Regions from separate parts of the Zea mays genome. Here region 2 is linked to region 1. A link is a contact called in public Hi-C data. All regions are on one chromosome and are shown on one strand. Each heading gives the region's core, a stretch centred on a gene start, on an enhancer-like site or on the middle of the called end of the contact. The rest is flanking DNA. Distances are from core to core; before and after follow the strand shown. Region 1 holds the start of LOC103650854 (DUF506 family protein). Region 2 holds the start of LOC103650856 (EPIDERMAL PATTERNING FACTOR-like protein 9).

Region 1 (3,725 bases), core at 598-3,097:
TCCGTGGCAACGCACGGGCAAATACCTAGTCTATCTATATATACCTATCTGTTTATAACAAAGTTATGGTCATGACGTTATATATGATTTTTTTTTCTCTCTAGCTCGCTTGGTGATCGCCTCTCTAATTTCAAAATAGTTAATCGATCAACAAAGCTACTCCTATCCGACTGATGATGACCCCCGGCCCGGCCCCTTGATCAACCTTGCAGTTGCAGCAAAGCGCTGTATGTGTATGCCTGCATCTATTGAACATGGGGGGAGTAGAGTGTGGAAGGTGATTTTCATAAAAATATGTCAGCCATAAACAATTGAACAAAAATACTTTAAATTGATTTCATATATATATATATATATATATATATATATATATATATATATATATATATATATATATAATATGCATAACGATGTGTGCATAGGATGATACGTTCCTCGTCCCGAAGCCCACGGTAACCGCCAACCAGCACAAGCACGTGGACGGTTAAAACTCGGCGGCATGGACCAGACCTGGGTCGTGGTGGGCTGGGCGAGAGAGTCATCGCAACCGGCGGCCTTGTTTCGTGGCCCACCAGCGAGGCTCGCTGCGGGATCGACCCCCCGACACCCTGTTCGGTGTGGTGGGTTACGGCCGTTGGAAAGGAATCAAAGGATACATGGTCACGTTGCCCGTCGCGCGCACCTCATCCTGGCTGCTGGCAAATCGTCGAATTATCACTAGTTCACTACACACTAGTACACCGATTGGGATGGATATTAGCCATACTGACACCTGTGCTTCGCATCTAATCTAACGGTAGCTAGCGCGAGTGCTGCAGAGCTTCGTCGATTTCTCCCTCACCGACAGGTTCTCGCCGGTGAACTGTGTTGCGCACTAGAGACCTACCCGTACAAGTACAGGTCGTCCCTGTCCACGTCGAGATTTCGGAACGGGGTAACATGCCTGCGCAAAGACCTACAGATATTTCCGGACCGTGAATTGCTCGTAAAGTCGATGCATCTCCAACGGCGCTAACACACCACATAGATCTTTCTTCATCAAGTATATACACGAACTCCTCAAGCATCTCCCGTACTCACAACGTCAGCCAACAGCCCTCCTAGGAAAAAAAACGTGCACGAGAAGGCCTCCTAGGAAAACGTGAACGAGAATTCTCAACCACGCAGCCAGAACGAAAGAGAAGGTTCCTATCGGCGGCACCAGCTCCAGCACGGGCGCACGGCTAGTAGCGACGCCGCGCGGGCGCCCCCACGGCAACGCCAAGGGCCAGGCAGGCTCGTGCGGGCTCCCTCTTCCGGTCTTCCCTATCGGCGGCACCTGGCTCGCGCTGACCTGGCCCAATCGCGCCCGCCTCGCCCAGGCCCGCGTGACAGAGGATAAAGGCCGGGATGCCGCCGCATATCCGCAGACCCCGCCACGCAACGCAGACACGCAGTAGGTAGTGCTACTAGCCTCCTCGAACGGGCGAGTGGCATATCCGGCCGCGCTGTCACTGTGTCCACAGTGTGTGACGTGTCCCCCAGTCCCCCTCGCCGGGCCACCCAATCCATTCGTGACCATGTGGGACTTTTTCCGTCACCTCCGTCGAGTCTCAGCATACGGACGTGACGATGCTTATCGGTCTGGGTGCCTAGTCACTCACCGGTTTTTTTGATCGAGAAACTTGCCCCATCTACACGATCGGGCCCCTTCGTTTATTCCCCGTAAGGGCTGCGAATATGCTGCGTCTTGATCCTTTTGGAGGCCAAAGGGTCGCTTCTAAACACTGTATACAATGCTAAGGGCAGAGCAGCACACGTACTTAAATAGTGTTCGTTGTTGTTTTTTTTACCGTCCCCCTTGACGCTAAAATACGCGGCGTTATGGGCTACAATCACTTAGCGATGTACCAGAAACATGTATACCAAAGAACAAAAGAAAAGGCAGTGCACACGGTAACAAGAATCTAGACGCTGTGTAGCGTGCCAGCCACTGGGTCCCCGGAATGGCTACCAATCCCAGCGCGGCATGACAGAATTAGCCAGAAGGTTCTATGTTTAGCGCCATCACAAGGAGAGGGGGGGAGAGCATATTCCAGGGCTCTCCGCTCGCTAATCCGTTTTCTCAAACAATAATAGTGTCGCCGGTTGGCGGCGGGGGGGCGCCTGGCCTGATGCCGCGGTTAATCCAGGGAATAAACCCCTCCTCCCGTTGGGCGCCCGTCGCCGAGCCAACCACCCTATAAAACTCGGGCGCCCGCCTCCCCCTCTCCTCCGCACCGTCGCAGGCTCACATCAGCTCACGGTCACGGGCTCACGGCACCACTTGGCGGGCGACATGGCCGTGTACATCCGCCTCGACGACGCCGTGCGCGCGCGCCTCCGCGGGGACGCCGCCGCGGGGTGCACCAGCAGCGGCAGCGACCACGACGCGTCCGCCTGCCTCTCCGGGCTCGTCCAGGCGTTCCTCGAGACGGGCGCCAGCGCGGCCGAGGCAGGCGGGCCGGGCCCAGCCCCCAAGGAGTGCGACTCCGACGAGGAGGACGGGCCCGGGCGGGCGGCCGCCGCCGTGGCGTCCGTGAGGGCCCTGCTCGACCCGCCGGCCGAGGAGGACGTGTTCCGGATCAGGCTGGCCGCAGCGGTGGCGGCCGCCGCGGAGGCCGAGGCGGCACTCCGGGCGCACGGGGCGGCGTTCCGGCGCGCCGTGGCGTGGAGGCTGCGCGGCGCCGGGTACGACGCCGGCGTGTGCCGGTCGCGGTGGGAGGCGTCCGGCGGCATCACGGCCGGGGCGTACGAGTACGTGGACGTGGTCGCGCCCGCGCCCGTCGGCCCGGGCGCGCGGCAGCGGGCCAGGTACATTGTGGACGCCGACTTCCGCGCGGGGCTGGAGGTGGCCCGCGCCACGCCCGAGTACGCGGCCGTCGTCGCCGCGGTGCCGGCGCCCGCGGTGGTCGCGCGGGAGGAGGCCGTCGGCCACGCCGTGCGCGTCGCGTCCGACGCCGCGCGCCGCTCGCTCCGCGCCCACGGCCTCCACGTCCCGCCCTGGCGCAAGACGCGCTACATGCTCGCCAAGTGGCTCGGCCCCTACAAGCGCTCCACCGCCACCTCGCCGGCGGCCGTCGGGGCAATGCCGATGCCCGGCGGTGCTGGGCTGGACGTCAAGTGCCGCGCCGTCGGGTTCTTTGCGCCCCCGTCCACCGCGCCGGCGCCCAGGATCAAGTAGCCGGGCGGCGATGGCCCAGGAGATCGCTGGAATGGGAACAAAAATGAAAAAGAAAACGCTTGTTTCAGTGTAGAGAGGTTCCTAGTGCGATCGAGAGTTTGATTTTGACTTTGAGTTGCTCTCGGACATGTTTTGTACATACATTTTTATTTCGAGATTATTATCTAGAACAAATTGTCATCTTCTTGTTTCTTTGTTATTTTTTATGTATAAACAAAAGGTGGCACTAGGAATCATTTAGGTACTCGAGACTGATCTTCCCTCACTCTAAAACAACTCGCAGCTAGTTTGGAAACTCCATTTTATTAAAGGTTATATTTTCTTAAAAGACATTATTTCATTTTTCTTTTGGAAAAAGGAAATACTTTAAAATAATGGAATTGACAAACTAGCTCTCAGTGGTGAAAAAGATCGAGAAAAAAATAAATTGGCAGAAACGATGTACGCGGCGGGCAGGTGTTGTGCTACTGGGATTAGTAGCACCTAGTTGCTGTTGTGCTTGTCGGCGAGGGATTTTTATAAT
Region 2 (3,725 bases), core at 411-2,910, 220 kb after region 1:
TAGTTAATTAATCTTTAAAATGAGGTCTAATTTGATTGAATGCTGGCCACAATAGCATTCCCTCTGCATGAGCTCCATTCTTGTCACCTTTCCTTCTGTGGGTTTGTGTAGTTTAACATACTTCCCAATTGTACAGGTGATTGTTATTTCTATTACTATGTAAAAGAGGAGTGCCATGAATGACCATAAGAACTGATGATGCTCAGAAGATCCAGCCTAGATCTCCAAGGCTGTTCAAGCAGTTGGTACATTTTGAGGTTTGTTCATACTTCATAGACTTGATGCATTGTCGCCATAGGTCAACCGTACTATTTATGCACTTGAATTGGCTGGCCATTCATACTTTCAGATGTCAAAATTGGTAACCATTTATACTAACAAAATTACTAGTCCATAACCTGAGCTAGGCATTTTAAAGTACAAAATGCTCCTCCAGACTCCAGTCCTCTACTAGCTAACCTCTTGTAAAATAGAAATGAGACAAAGAAGCCTTTTTCAACAGAGAAAACAAAGAATAGAAAGAAAAGGAGAGGGAGAACCAAAAACGGGCGAAAATACTACTATTCTCCAGGACACACAATAACATAGAAGCTCCTCCTACTCATTGAAGATCACCTGTGGCAAACACACTTGTAGTGGTAAGCACTGTTCATGGGGTCATTTGCATCCACTGGGACTTGCTCAGCAGTACACTTGAATCGACACCCTCTGCACTCGTTGTATGTGCATATTGGCGCAATTGAGCCGATCAACATTCTCCGTGCATACTTTGGCAATATGCCTTTGTTTAGACCCTAATAACAAGGCATGTGAAAATATCACGCTAACTATACTTGCTTTAAGGTCACTGAGCAATTTGTGGGTTAATCTATTGCAAGGTTGTATTCCACTTTTTTTTAGAAAAAAAACTTTAGTTTCATTCCTTGTTTCAATTCTAAAGTTTTTTTCCAGTAATACTAGAGGAGTGATGGATGTTGGAGGCAAGTGGTTGACATTTTGTCCTTCCAAAGTTTTCCTGTCATAATACATGTGTAAAAGAATAAAAAGGTACTGCAAGCCTTTGAAACTTAGAACCCTGAAGAACGCTACATCGCTACATCTGAAAGAGAGATGGGTACCTTGACGGTCTCCTGCAAAACTATATGTTTACCAGGTAATTCCTGGTGGAGATATTGCACCACATAATCAGCACCTTCACCACAAATTAGATTGAAATGAGCAAATAATCAGTGGAAGTGAACAGGAAGCAAATGCTAAAAGAAAGAAGCGGCTCGTCCCATGCAAGAAAAAGAAAGGAAATAAACAACTCGGTGTTTGTACAAGGAAGGGAAGAACCTGATGTTCTGCCATTGTGGCCTTGGCTGCAGAGAGCATGACCGATGAGCAAGTAAGAGAGAAGGAAGAAGAGGAGCAGGGAGCTTGTGGTAGTCGTGGAGCAACCATTAGCCATCCCTCTAGTTCAAGTGAGCAATGGATAGAAAATGGGGGGGATGGTGCTTTATTTGGATTCAGAGAAACAGCATAAGGAAGCAAGTGTTAGAGGTTATATAAACTGGGAGACAGGTGCAATGGCTTGTGTGTGGCAGCTCTGTGACTCTGCTCATGCCTTGCATATGCATATCCCTGTGCCATACCATGCAGAGACACTAGTATGGAGGGGGAGCAGTGGGGACTGCGGAGACCACCAGCACCAGGTGGCTCCACCCTCTCGTATGCACGAACGCACGGGATAACAGATGCGTCTGAAACTTAGCTGCGGGGGGCATTGCTTCAATTATTACCATAGCGTCACTTTGTCTGTTATAGGTGTTCCTTTCTGCGTTTTTGTTTCCTGTATCCCATTTTGAACGTAAGAATTTTTTTTTACAGGACAATCGAAGTTAACGGGCACAAGATCCGAATACAAAGCTTGGGCGTTTGGTGTTTCAGTGTTGCACAGCAGGAAAGGAAGACAGTTGACATGGCTCTTCCCAGGACAAAAAATGAATAGAAATCAACTCCAAATCTTCACTCAAACCCTGAAAGAGAAATCAGCGAAGTTAACCCGTTTGGTGTCGCTTTTGGACCAGCTCCAGGAGCAGTTTTTTCACAGCGTCACTTACTAAGGCTTTGTTCGTTTACACCAATCCAGCTCTGGATTAGCATGGATTGGAATTAAATCCATGTCACAATCCATGCCCCAAAATAATCCAAGACTACTTAAATTTTTTTATTCGGTTAAACCCATCATGGAATATAACCCAAGGGTTTGTGATTTTTTTTTAACAATGAAAGACATGAATTCTATCCATAGCTCATTAGGTATGGAATAAATCCATAAAGATATTGCACAAGTTTACATTAGAATCTATGGATCAAAAGAATAACTAGCTTTGAGAGATATATGGATTAGTTGATGGATTTAATCCCACCATAGGATTGGGTGTGAGGTATGGATTCACCCAATCCATAAACGGATTAAATCCATGGTAGGATTTTATCCCATGTAACCGAACAAGGCCTAAACGGTGTCGAAGATGTTGCTCCCGCTCCGCTTCGCCCGAAAACACGCTCCGGATCTGTGCATTTGCGCCCTCCCCAAAATACCCTCTTCTCGTGCATCCTGAATCATATATACGCTTTATATTTTGAGACCGAGGAAGTACATCTTTTTTCTTATTTAGCAAGAGAAGGTGGTTGGAGAGAGAGAGAAGGCAATGAACCAACAAATAAAGAGAGAAACTCTGTTCAGAGCCTGTAATGGTACGTGACCAGGCAATGCCAGAGCAAGCTCTGGATCCTGCATCTCTGCATGGCCAAGCTCTTGCCCAGTCCACAACGATGTCCGTCTCCTCATGTGACCTCCAAAGGCATGGCCTGCTGCATCTGGATTCTGGATTTCATATTCGGAGCCGTACCATCCACGGTCTGGTGATGTCTCGTGGACATTAGTTGTTGGAATCTCTGGATCTGCCACAGTGGTATTTTTGCTCTATATTTTACAACTTGTTCGATTATTCTCATTACATATGTATTGATTAGGATTGGAAAAAAATAAAAAAATTGACTTGCTTGATATTTAAACCCACTTAATCTATATAGATTAGAGCGAACCGAATAAGCCTTTAGATCTTGTTTGGTTATTTCTGATCTATCTAGATCTAATGGGTTTTGACTTGCTATGAATTATTGAGCGCTAATGGAACAAGCTCCCTTTTGGGTGGAGGATATCGCCATGTTGTGGGTGGATGGATGTGAGCTGAGCACTGGGCAGGCTTCAGTCTCGGACCACTGGTCACGACTCACGAGGCCGTAGCCGAGTCAAAAATGTGGTCAAACTATTTTTGAGTGGTAACCAACCTATAGGCACGGGTGTCTCACGAGTCACGACGCATGATGCGCTGCTGGTGCTGGGCACACACCAGTTGTATTTGGCAGCAATGGAAGCATTCGGCCGGATGGTAAAAAAAAAACAGATCAATTCCTTCGATGCTACCAAAAATTACAGTGCTTTCCTAAAAATTATCTAACTTTTTTTTCTTCGCTGCTATTATACAAAGTTTTAGTTGCTGTCATTCCGTTAGATCCCAGTTAAAATTGTGTCACGATTCACGAGACCACCGGCCCAGCGGCCCTTTCTAGGCCGGGCACCACTCTGTGCGTAGCCTCCTGCCTCCCTCGATGCAGCAGGTGTCCCCGTGCCTGCGACCTAGGCGGTTCCAGCGGGATGGTCTCGACCGCTGACG

Evidence for each region. A called contact is a pair of places that touch in the nucleus more often than the background predicts.
Region 2: a contact with region 1 is called in a Hi-C map of tassel, with 4 times the contacts expected there. The contact joins the promoter of LOC103650856 here to the promoter of LOC103650854 in region 1. A contact is called at or near these places in 2 of 25 Hi-C or Micro-C datasets (ear and tassel).

Annotation. Positions count from the first base shown.
Region 1 is chr3:164,278,482-164,282,206 of Zm-B73-REFERENCE-NAM-5.0, forward strand. It overlaps LOC103650854 (DUF506 family protein), which reads left to right and starts at 1,848. Exons shown (of 1, transcript XM_008676449.4): 1 at 1,848-3,435. The coding sequence starts at 2,318. The coding sequence ends at 3,202.
Region 2 is chr3:164,499,949-164,503,673 of Zm-B73-REFERENCE-NAM-5.0, forward strand. It overlaps LOC103650856 (EPIDERMAL PATTERNING FACTOR-like protein 9), which reads right to left and starts at 1,661. Exons shown (of 3, transcript XM_008676450.4): 1 at 1,336-1,661; 2 at 1,119-1,192; 3 at 312-794. The coding sequence starts at 1,450. The coding sequence ends at 612. It also overlaps a transcript of LOC100193045 not described here.